Regions from separate parts of the Mus musculus genome. Here regions 1 and 3 are each linked to region 2. Evidence: chromatin contacts called from public Hi-C and promoter capture Hi-C data. All regions are on one chromosome and are shown on one strand. The core of a region is the stretch at or near the end of the contact, and the rest is flanking DNA. Distances in the headings are between cores, read along the strand shown. Region 1 holds the start of Ceacam18 (carcinoembryonic antigen-related cell adhesion molecule 18). Region 2 holds the start of Cd33 (CD33 antigen). Region 3 holds the start of Siglece (sialic acid binding Ig-like lectin E).

Region 1 (3,698 bases), core at 648-3,147, 100 kb after region 2:
TGTCTGTTCCAGGCAGAGGGATTAAAAGTAGGTGCTAAGGGCGGAGCCACACCACAACTAGAAACAGGTGTTTTCAGTAAATAACACAATCTTGGGGTCCACAGTATGATCAAATATCCTGCAACAGCTCTACATCTCACACCCAGGATTAAAGCAAAAACATATAATATTTCTCTTTTTTTAAAGAAACCAAAATTCCAGAATTCTCACTACAGTGTGTGCCACCACACCAGGCTCTATTTTTTTTTAATGACCTGAATATTTGAGTTCCTCTAAAATATGTTGTATTCTTAACTTCCATGATGATGGCACTAAGAGGCGAGAGCCTCCAGAAGGTAGAATCTCAGTGTTGAATTAGTGTCCTTATGAAAGATTCCACTGAGAAGGTGCTCTCTTATGAGCCAGGAAGAGGAGTCTGTTGGTCCATGGTTCTGCACACCACAGGAGCAATGTCGTGGCTCTGCTTCATTCACTGCAGTGTAAACATCTGCCCTTGAGTTTGATGATGGTAGGTAAGAGATTGGCTCAGCTAATTTGGGACACCTGAGTGCAACAGTTAACTCTGTATGCCAGTGTGAACGTGTTTGGATGAAACATGTCTGGGTGTGACCATGAGAGTATTTCCAGATATCAGTGTTTGAATGGAAGACCTTGCCCTGGGGAGGATGGTGGTGTTTTTGTTCTTTTGATGAGAAACTATAGATATAGTTAGAGATGGTAACACATAGCTGTGATCCCCGAATCCAGGAAGTAGAAACAAGGTACTCACAAGTTTCAGGGTAGACAAGGCTATCATAGGAGATCCTGTCTCCATAATCTGTGCATGTGGCTCGGCAGTAGAGACAGACATCTACAGGTAAGTTACATCCAGTAGTTTTCCCTGCAGTTAAGGGTGCCGCCATGAGATACAGGCAGAAGTGTTGTGAGCCACTGTCAGAAAGTGTCCCTCACTCGGGGGTTCTTCCTGAGACTTCCTACTTCCTGCTCGGTGATGCGGGGACAAAGCATCAGCTGCCATCTTGGGTCAGGAGGTGGGAGACAGGAGCATCACAGAGTAAGAGGGTAGAGGAGCCTGGGAAATTGTCAAAATCACCTAGGACTTAACCCCACTAGACACACAGAGAGAGCACTGTCTGCTCCCTTCTTTTAAAGGGAGAAAACCCATCCTAAAGTGATTTATTGCCAGATGTGTCTCGTGTGTGTGTGCGGCTTCATGAAGTTTCACTTGAATGGAGTTAGTACAGGTCTTTAAAAATGACCCAGTGAAGAACATGAGGGAGTGTGTCATGGGGAATTATTCTGTAGAAAGAGCATAGTCATAAACCGAGACAAAGCAATTAAAAGATTAATCACAGCCCTGAACACGAATGCCAGCTAAAATGGAAAGGAGACATAGGTTAAAATGTAATGGTCTTTTGCTGTCAAACTCCTTGCCACCAAACCTGATGACCTGAGTTTAATCCCTAGGACCCACATACTCCTTCATATCCTCTAACCTTACACGTGTGTGTCACACACACACACACAAATGCTGTTTGTGGTTGGGAATATAGCTCAATGGTAGAGCCTTTGCCTAGCATGCAAAGTCCTGTGTTCAATCCCCAGTACTGGAGGAAAAAAATTAAACAACCAAAAGACACATGATGCTCTTGTCTTTGTAACTGCTTTTTAGTATTTCCCAGTTTTTGAAAACTAGCAAGAAGCTGGTGTTGTTTGTGTCATAGTCATAAAAACATTAATAGGTATAAAAATGAGATAAGCAAAAGCTGGAAGATGACATAGAGCTATAAAGATAAGACGTGCAGCCGTAGGTCTGCCCTCACTGCCGGGCAGAGTCCTTTCTAGGAGGAGCCACACGAAGAGGGGAGGGCAGGGCAGGGACATTGCAGAACCTGCCGAGCTCTGGAGGACCCAAGAAGTCCATGGACTTTTCTAGGCCTAGCTTTAGCCCCTGGAGGTGGCTCACCCTTGTGGGTAAGAGGGGAGAAAATCTGCTTTCTGAGCCTAGGGGGGAGGGGAGAAGCTCGGAAGGAGCAGGAAACAGATCTGTTGAGGCATAACTCAGAAGCTTTATGATGGAAGCAGCAGGAAGAGGGTTGGAGCCAGGTCCCTCACCAGGACTCTCATGAGCACATACATCTAGGGTATATCTCACACCCATAGAGACATAGACAGATGAGACACACAGACTCAGACATATGCATATAATACACACAACCACAGCAAGAACACACACACACAGAAACAGAGACAGATGAGACACACAGACTCAGACATATGCATACATACAACCACAGCAAGAACACACACACACACACACACACACACACACACACACACACACACACACACACACACATCTACCTGCCATGTAAAGTGGTAAACTTGGACCCCTACCTCCCTGCAACCACTTTGTGTTCCTTAGGCTTCCCCTAGCTATCTGGATTCTCTTCCTGTCCAGCCTGGGTCTCTTTCTAATCCCCTTCTTCTTCAGGACTCTTTATGCTCCCTGATACTCACAGCTACTGTGATGTGCTAGGAGGCACAGATACTGGTCTTGAATATGTCAGTGTTCGCCCTGCAGTATGGAGTGGGATCTCAGGTACCTTTACCTCCCCCATAGTCAAACCTCAGGCATTACAGAGTAGGGGATACCAGTTTGTGTCTAAGGTGGTGGCAAGTCCTACCCTATCCACATCCACTTCAATGAATTCATATCTGCAGACTGTGCCAGACAGTCTGAGAGGGGCTTCCCTGCATTTATTCCCCAGATAGTCATGAAAGCTATATACCCAGTGTTAACTGGCACAGCCAAGCCCTGCCTGCCTGGACCTCACAGGTCTGCCCTCAAACTAAATGTCTAAGTAGTCAAGGCTAGGGTAAGGGGATCCTACGATGCTAGGAAGCCCAGAAGAGACACCTGGCCCAGGCTGGTCAGGAGACATCAGAGCTAAGGATGAAGGAGAAATGAGTTCTCAGGTAGACTGCAAATGGGGAGAGTGGAGCAGAGATCTGTGTATGGAGATGGGGACCAGCATACACAGAAGGTTACGGAACTGAGGAAAGCAAGGTCACATCTTGTGTTTTATTGAGATGCACATGTCTATTGTGTGAAGGATGGATTGGGGAGGCCAGTAGCAAAGGGAAGTGGGTGGGGCTGAGAAGATAAGAAGAGAGTGGATAAGACAAGGACTTGGGACTGGGGGGAAATCAGTCCTCAACTGGAAACTCAATGTATTTTATTCTAGGTATATGTATGTGTGTGCTTGAGTGTATCTGTGTTCACCACATGTATGCATGTACCTGTGGGGGCCAGAAAAGGGCACCAAAGACCCCGGGGCTGGAGTTACAATTGTTGTAAGCCACCCACTCTGGTGCTGGGGGCCAAAGCCAGGTCCTCTGCCAGAGCAGTGAGTGCTCTTAACCACTAAGCCAGCTCTAGAGCCAGCTGTACTGGGACTTCTTCATTTACAGTATGAGTTACTTTGGACAGGAACTGGAGAGGGAGGATTTGCTGGCTCATGGTTCATTCTAGTGGATTGGGGTGGGAGTGAGGCATGATGAAACAGTTCAGCTCGTGGCAGCATCAAGGTAGGGTGGAGGCTGTTCACAACATAGCACATAACAGGAACACAGAGCAGGGTAGGAGCCAGAGGCTAGGTATGAGCTCTGCAGGCTTCCGTTTAGTGGCCTGCTTC
Region 2 (3,395 bases), core at 238-2,737:
TAGGCTGTGGATGGGGAGGGGGTCGCTGATTCTGTAGCAAAGAGTGTCTCCGGTGTGAAGAGAGGTGGTCTGTGGGCTAAGCTCAAGAGTCCCTGCTCTCCCACTCCATGACAACTCTCCCCACCTGTGCATGAAACTAGGGATTCTGTACAGATGTTTTAGAGAAAAAGTTTGCATGTTGAGTTGAGCTGAGGACAAGGCAAGACAGGAGTTCCCATAACTAGTCAAGACATCATAGTCAGAAAGACTGGGCCTGTGTGTTTCCAGGACTCACAAATAGTCAGGCCATCAAGACACAGCTACCATGAACCCCTGCCTTAAACTCAGAGCCTTGTTTCCTGACGCAACACTCACGGGTAACATTGAGCTGGATGGTCCTTTCCACAGTGACACCTGCTCCAGAGAAGGTCACCAAGCAGGTGAGTTTGGTACCATGGTCCTGAGGCTGAGGTGTGAACGTCAGCACGGAGGAGTCTGTGGTTCGGGAACTCAAGGAGGTGAGGGCAGTTGACATCCAGGAGAAAGTAGGGGGTGTCCCCTGCTCACAAGCCCAGGGCACAGAGCAGGTGAGATTGCTAGGATAGCCAGCCTCCAGGGTCCCCGGGATTATAATGTCAGGAGTCCGTGATAGAGCTGAGGGAAGAAGGGAAAGAGACAGACACACAGACACACAGACAGAAAGGCAGAGATATAAGCAATTGTAGATACTCAAAAACTCCCTGGACAGCAGACTCTCCCTCAGGACAACCATCTTCCTTCACACAGCCCAGCATCTGTGTGAGGGATCTACCAAGGATGAGGTACAAGTCTTCCAACACACACACACACACACACACACACACACACACACACACACACACACACACACACTGGGCCTTGTGGCCTCTTAAGATACTATCAGGTGACTTCATTGCTTACAGGTCACATGCAGTGACAGCTGGCTTTTTTTGTAAGAATATCTCACAAAAGGTTCTCTGACCACTCTGAAGAAGTACATTCCTGTGTCATTTTTCTGTGCATCTCTGATGAACAGGGAACAGTCATGTTTCTGTGGGTCCCCAAGGAGTTGGAATCTGCCCTGTGTTGCCTTCTGCACTAGTTGTCTGGGGTCACTTGTGGCCACTGGAGAGTCTTCATGGAGACTGACCCCTTTCCGGAGCCAGGAGCCGGTCACAGGTCCTAAAGTGAGCTTAATGGAGGGGTAGAAAACACTGCAGGGCACATGGACACATAGGCCCTCCTCGACTGTCACTGACTCGGGCGCCACCAGCTGGAATTCTAAATCCTGAGCCAGGGAGCCTGCAAAGAAATGAGAGGTATCTTGGTTCTGTCCCACCAGCCGCTATTCAAGACCCCCACCCCCGCAACACTTACCTGCACACAGCAAGAACAGCGGCAGTGGCCACAGCATAGCACAGTGAATGGTCCTAGGTTCCTACAAGTAAAAGGGGAAGGAAGGTTGGGTGGTTGACGCTTCCTGTCATGGGTGAGAGTCGAAGACTATGGTGTCACAGGACTGAGAAGAAATCTCACTGGAACCCCAGTAATAAAGTCAGGCAGAGAGTAATTGACCACAGAGAAGGAACTTTCCACACATATGCTATTGGAGCTGTCACAGAACTTGAAGATTAAACACTTCCACTTTCCACATGTTGGGCTACACTCACTGAGAAGAACCCACCTCCGGCTCCCGTCTCTTCTTTGTGGCTTCCTCCCATTCCACTGTCACCATCAGAAAATTAGATGCTGTCTGAAAATCCACAGCTTCTGAATGTGCTCAAAAGTCAGTCTGGCAGAGGCAGGGCTCAAGGGGTTAACAGAGGAACCTTGAGGAATAAGGAACAAGGTACTTCAGGGCACATGGACACACAGGCCTTCCTCAACTGTCACCGACTCGGGCACCACCAGCTGGAATCTTGGCTCTTGATCCAGGGACCCTACAAAGAAATGAGGGGGGTGAATTCCTGTAGGGTGAAGTATGAGGGAATGAATAAATGAATGAAGGAATGAATAAATGAATGAGTATGTGGCAGAAGCACATCATGAGAGGTTCCTCTTTGCTGGAAAACTGTAAGGAAAGACTAAGAAGTTCTATATGGAATTAACTAAGACTCTAGCTGCCCTAGGGAGGGATAAAGGAACTGGTTGGAACTTTGACTACCCTGTGTATCTAGCAAGTGGGTTTTCAGGAATAAGTGGATAGAATGGGAGGAACAAATTCCATTGGCTTTGTAAAATGTGGCCCCCCCAGCTTGACCTTCCTAATGTACTTACTTTCTTTCCTCAGTTGTCCCTGGTGTGGACCACACAGAGCGGGTTATACAGACCAGCAAGTGGAGAAAACATCCAGAAGACACTGGAGAGAATTATTTAGGGTTTCAGAGGCAGATGTCCTTGTCTGTGTTCCTTCTGTGGCTCATTGTTAAGCAGAGAGATTATAGTCCCTGTTTTACGGTTTCTGTCTCTGTGGTAAAATACCATAAGTGTGGTTGTTTGAATAAGAATGCCCCCCCCTCTGTGTAGTCTCATATATTTGAATACTTGGCCATCAGGAGGTGGCACTAGTTGAGAGGGATTAGGAGGTGTGGCCTTGTTGGAGGAAGTGTGTCACTGGAGGTGGACTTTGAGGTTTCAAACGCTCAAGCCAGGCCTAGGGTCACTCTCTTTTCCTGCTGACTGTGGGTCTGGATGTAGAACTCTCAGCTACTTCTCCAGTGCCATGTCTACTTGCATGCTTCACACTATGATAAAAAAAAATGGACTAAACCTTTGAAATGGTAAGAACGTCCCAATTAAATGCTTTCTTTTATAAGAGTTGCCATGGTCATGGCGTCTCTTCACAGCAATAGAACACTGGCTAGGACAAAAGTTGGTACTAAGAATCAGGTATTGGTGTGACAGGTCTGACCATACTGCTTGTTGGTGGAATGTGGACTTCAGGATGTTACTAGAAAGGCAGTTGAACAATTTAATGGGGTTTAGTGGGCCATACTGGTAGCAGCAGGGACAAGAGTGGTACTGAGAGCAATGTAAACTATGATGGCCTTGCTCAAGAGGTTTCAGAGGAGAAAAAACATTATTAACTGGCCTAAAGACTGTTCTTGTGATATTTTGAAGAAGAATGTGGCTGCTGCTTGCTGGGGTTGGAACATGGAGCCCTTATTGAAATACATTTTTCACCAGATTTATGTTTTCAGTGGTTTTCTTAACTGCCCAAGCTTGGTTGGCCTTGAACTCAGAGACAGGCCAACTTATGCCTCCTGAGTCCTGGGATTAAAGGTGTACAACAACACAAGCACTCCTAAGCTTTTTTAAAAATTACTTTTCACTTTTTAAAAATTCTTCTTCATAAGTTAGAATCTTGGCTAGGTGGGGTTTTGCTCTGAGGTCACCAC
Region 3 (3,491 bases), core at 257-2,756, 130 kb after region 2:
CTATGTCTCTTTGCACAAGAACTCAGAGCATAGCTACTGGGGAAATGCAGGTAGATCCATAAATGGGGAGAAGGTCCTGGACGGTGTGGCTCTGCTGTATGCTTGTCACTCTGTACCTGTGGTGGTCAAGGGGCATTGCACATCTGGGAAAGTGTGGGGTTGATATTGATCGGTGCAAACTCCTAGGAGTTTCAGGGGAGTTGATCCAGTGGTTTCCCAACAAGGAACCTCTTGTCTCCAGGGTGAGCCCAGTGTGAGGCAGAATCAGCCTTCCTGAACAGAAGAGATGCTATATCCCCCACCCAGGATGGTACCTACCTGAGTCAGCTCCTTGATAGATGGTCACAGTCAGATTCTTTGGAGCATCTAAGAGAGAATGACACAGTGAACTCATCAACCACCCTCTGTCCCCAGCAGGTGCCTAGGTGGGTATGGCAGGGGGCCGTCATCCTGACAAGCACCCTTATCAGGATTTTAGGACCTAGTGGCCAGACCCTGACCCCACCTGGGGGACCACTTTGTACTAGAAAAACAGGCATCCCAGCCCAGCCTCACATGACACGTTGAGACGGATGGTCATTCTTGTGGACACATTAGTTCCAGGCAGGGTCACCTGACAAGTGAGGTTGGTGCCATGGTCCTGAGGCTGAGGGGTGATGGTTAGCACTGAGGAACCCGTAGTGTTGGTGCTCAAAAATGACACAGAGGTACCAGTCCAGGAGAAGATGGGAGGTGCCGTCCACCCACAGTCCCAAGGCACAGAGCAGGTCAGGTTGCTGGGATGGCCAGCTTCAAGCGTCTCCGGGAGAAGAATTTGGGGGGTGTTAGTGAGGGCTGGTGAGGAAAGGGGAGAAATGGAGCATCAGGATGGGATCAGGTGCAGCTTCAGAGGAAGCCCCGGCTCTGATCCAGCTCCTCCCCTGAGCCCTGATGCTCAAACCCAGCTGCTCCCAGGACAGAGTTCTATCCCAGCCCTGCCCTGAGGCATGATCTCGTACACTGCTCCCAACCCATGGCATCTTTGCAGACCATGTCTGACCTGTTACAACCAGAGTCATCTTGTCCCACATGTAATTATACTTTGTTTTTCCACGCTCCAGGCGAAAGAAGTATAACCCCGCATCCTTCTTTCTGATCTCTCTGATGTTCAGGGAGCAGTCATTCCTCCAAGGGTCTCCGAGCAGGAAGAATCGATTCCGGGTTTCCTTCACTGCTTTACGAATTGGGTTATTTGTGGCCACGATGGAATCTTTGCGTCTGTCGGTTCCTTCCCTGTACCAGAATCCATGAACTGGGTCTGAGTCAGTCCAGTCAGTCAACCTCTTCTTGAGATAGGAGAAGTTACAGGGCACAAGGACACACAGGCCCTCCTGCACCACCACCTTCCTTTCCACATTCAGGGTGAAAACCTCTTGGGGGTTCTGACCCTCCACACCCTTTATCCCCCAGAGCAGCAGCAGCAGCAGCAACAGCAGCATGTCCAGCTAAAACTGTCTCTCCAGGCTCTGCTTTGAGGAACTAAGAGATGCAAGGCCCTGAGGAAGCCCCAGCGGAAGCAGGGGTGAGGCCAGGAAAGTGGCTGCCTCAGGAGGAAGAGCTTCAGACCCAGGCACTGTCAGGACCCTTGAGTATCAGCTACTTACCACCCAGACCTACTCCTGAGACCAAAGATGGCCTCTCCCACATTCACCAGTTCAGGGCCTGACCACCTCTCCTCCTTCTCTACTAACCTTGGCCTTTGAGTGACATTTTTTGCCCAGTGAAAATGCATTTGCTCCCTCCAGAGCCCCCAGAGCTTCCCCTGAGGCTGATGATATTGGTGGAGTTGGGGATGGTTCTAGGGCATAGGGAAGAAGGGGAACTGGGAGGTACAGGCTGGGAAGCATCCCTCCTTCCTTTAGCAGCTTGTCCTGGCTGCCCACCCTCTCTGCACAATGACCCGAGGCTTGTTCCCAAAGCTCCACTGTCCAATTAGGAGATGGATCTCAGGCCCCTCGAGTATCTCACAGCCAGAGATTCAGTAGTGGTAGCAAAGACTGAATGGCTAGTTGCTATAGAGGGGTTTATATAGACATAATGTTACTGTGCAGTGTGTAAAGATTGTCATTGTATTGTTCAAATGCTGATTTCTGTGCCCCCATATCAGGTTGCAAAACATTGCTACCCAATTATTCCCTGATTGGTCAATAAAGAAGCTGATCAGTCAATGACTGAGTCGGGGAGAAAATAGGACTGGACTTCCTCCCAGCTAGGGACAGGGAGACAGAGAAAGGAAGTGGGGGTTCACCACGAGGAGACAGTCCAGGAGACATGCAGAAAGACCTGGAGCCCAGGGAGCAGATCAGTACTAAAATGCAAGTATAACTGGGGCATAGCCGGATTAATTTAGAGGATTATAATAGACTGGTACTGCTCAATTGTTTTGCCCTTAAAGCTTGTTAAATCAATATAATAGTCCGATCTCAATTATTTAGGAGTTAGTTGGATTAAGAGTAAAACTGCAACAAACACTTTACATATTGCCACTGTCTTAGTCAGGGTTTCTATTCCTGCACAAACATCACGACCAAGAAGCAAGTTGGGGAGGAAAGGGTTTATTCGGCTTACACTTCCACACTGCTGCTCATCCCCAAAGGAAGTCAGGACTGGAACTCAAGCAGGTCAGGAAGCAGGAGCTGATGCAGGGGCCATGGAGGGATGATATTTATTGGCTTGCTTCCCCTGGCATGCTCAACTTGCTTTCTTATAGAACCCAAGACTACCATCCCAGGGATGGCACCACCCACAATGGGCCCTCCCCACTTGATCACTAATTGAGAAAATGCCCCACAGCTGGATCTCATGGAGGCACTTCCCCAACTGACGCTTCTTTCTCTGTGATAACTCCAGCCTGTGTCAAGTTGATACACAAAACCAGCCAGTACAACTAACAGGTGGAGATTAACATTCTTCCCACTAAAACCTATCAAGGGAACTGAACATATAGCTAGCTTGGTAGAGTGTTTGTTTCATATACACAGAGCTCTAGGTTCCATCTCCTGCACCACATAGGTTGTGTGTGGTAGTATGTGCCTTCCAACTTGGCACTTAGGAATAGGAGGCAAGAGGGTCAGAAGTCCAATGTCAATTTTGGTTGGTTACATAGTGAGTTTCAGCTCAGCCTTGGCTTCAGCAGACCCAGGCTCAAAACATATAAGTCAAAACAAACACAGCACAAGCCAAAATACAGCAAGGTTACAGAGGGGAGTCTCACTCACAGTAGATCAGGGGATAAGGAGGCTGAAATTTTGTACTGAAACTTGGTAGAGAGAAGATTGTCAAATGGAAGTCTAATGTAGCTGATCTAGCGAGAGAGGAGACATTTTAAAGAGATGCTGTGCCTTCCATTTGCTATCACATTTTTTGGGGGGGATAAAAGGCTCCAAAGAGTTAAACTTTCCACAGGAGTACCATGCTGAAGTAAGAGAAATGCTAAAGTCCAGATGATACCC

Evidence for each region. Promoter capture Hi-C pulls out the DNA fragments that hold promoters and counts their contacts. A called contact is a pair of places that touch in the nucleus more often than the background predicts.
Region 1: a contact with region 2 is called in a promoter capture Hi-C map of neutrophils. The contact joins the promoter of Ceacam18 here to the promoter of Cd33 in region 2. A contact is called at or near these places in 8 of 39 promoter capture datasets (the HPC-7 cell line, cranial neural crest, hematopoietic stem and progenitor cells and 5 more), 1 of 15 datasets of contacts at CTCF or cohesin (the NIH/3T3 cell line), 4 of 484 Hi-C or Micro-C datasets (embryonic stem cells, granulocyte-monocyte progenitors, nephron progenitors and 1 more), 1 of 115 datasets of contacts at active chromatin or transcription factors (microglia) and 4 of 9 other capture datasets (adipose tissue, bone marrow-derived macrophages, liver and 1 more).
Region 3: a contact with region 2 is called in a Hi-C map of erythroblasts, with 4 times the contacts expected there. The contact joins the promoter of Siglece here to the promoter of Cd33 in region 2. A contact is called at or near these places in 15 of 39 promoter capture datasets (the C10 cell line, the HPC-7 cell line, HPC-7-derived erythroid cells and 11 more), 1 of 15 datasets of contacts at CTCF or cohesin (pro-B cells), 23 of 484 Hi-C or Micro-C datasets (B cells, ECoMG myeloid progenitors, ECoMG-derived neutrophils and 15 more), 13 of 115 datasets of contacts at active chromatin or transcription factors (the 230-238 cell line, the HPC-7 cell line, bone marrow-derived macrophages and 5 more) and 5 of 9 other capture datasets (adipose tissue, bone marrow-derived macrophages, liver and 2 more).

What each region holds. Positions count from the first base shown.
Region 1 is chr7:43,632,842-43,636,539 of GRCm38.p6, forward strand. It overlaps Ceacam18 (carcinoembryonic antigen-related cell adhesion molecule 18), which reads left to right and starts at 1,898. Exons shown (of 6, transcript NM_028236.1): 1 at 1,898-1,974. The coding sequence starts at 1,923.
Region 2 is chr7:43,531,684-43,535,078 of GRCm38.p6, forward strand. It overlaps Cd33 (CD33 antigen), which reads right to left and starts at 1,488. Exons shown (of 6, transcript NM_021293.3): 1 at 1,375-1,488; 2 at 919-1,299; 3 at 355-633. The coding sequence starts at 1,411.
Region 3 is chr7:43,658,655-43,662,145 of GRCm38.p6, forward strand. Siglece (sialic acid binding Ig-like lectin E) reads right to left here and starts at 1,507. Exons shown (of 7, transcript NM_031181.2): 1 at 1,040-1,507; 2 at 556-834; 3 at 319-366. The coding sequence starts at 1,478.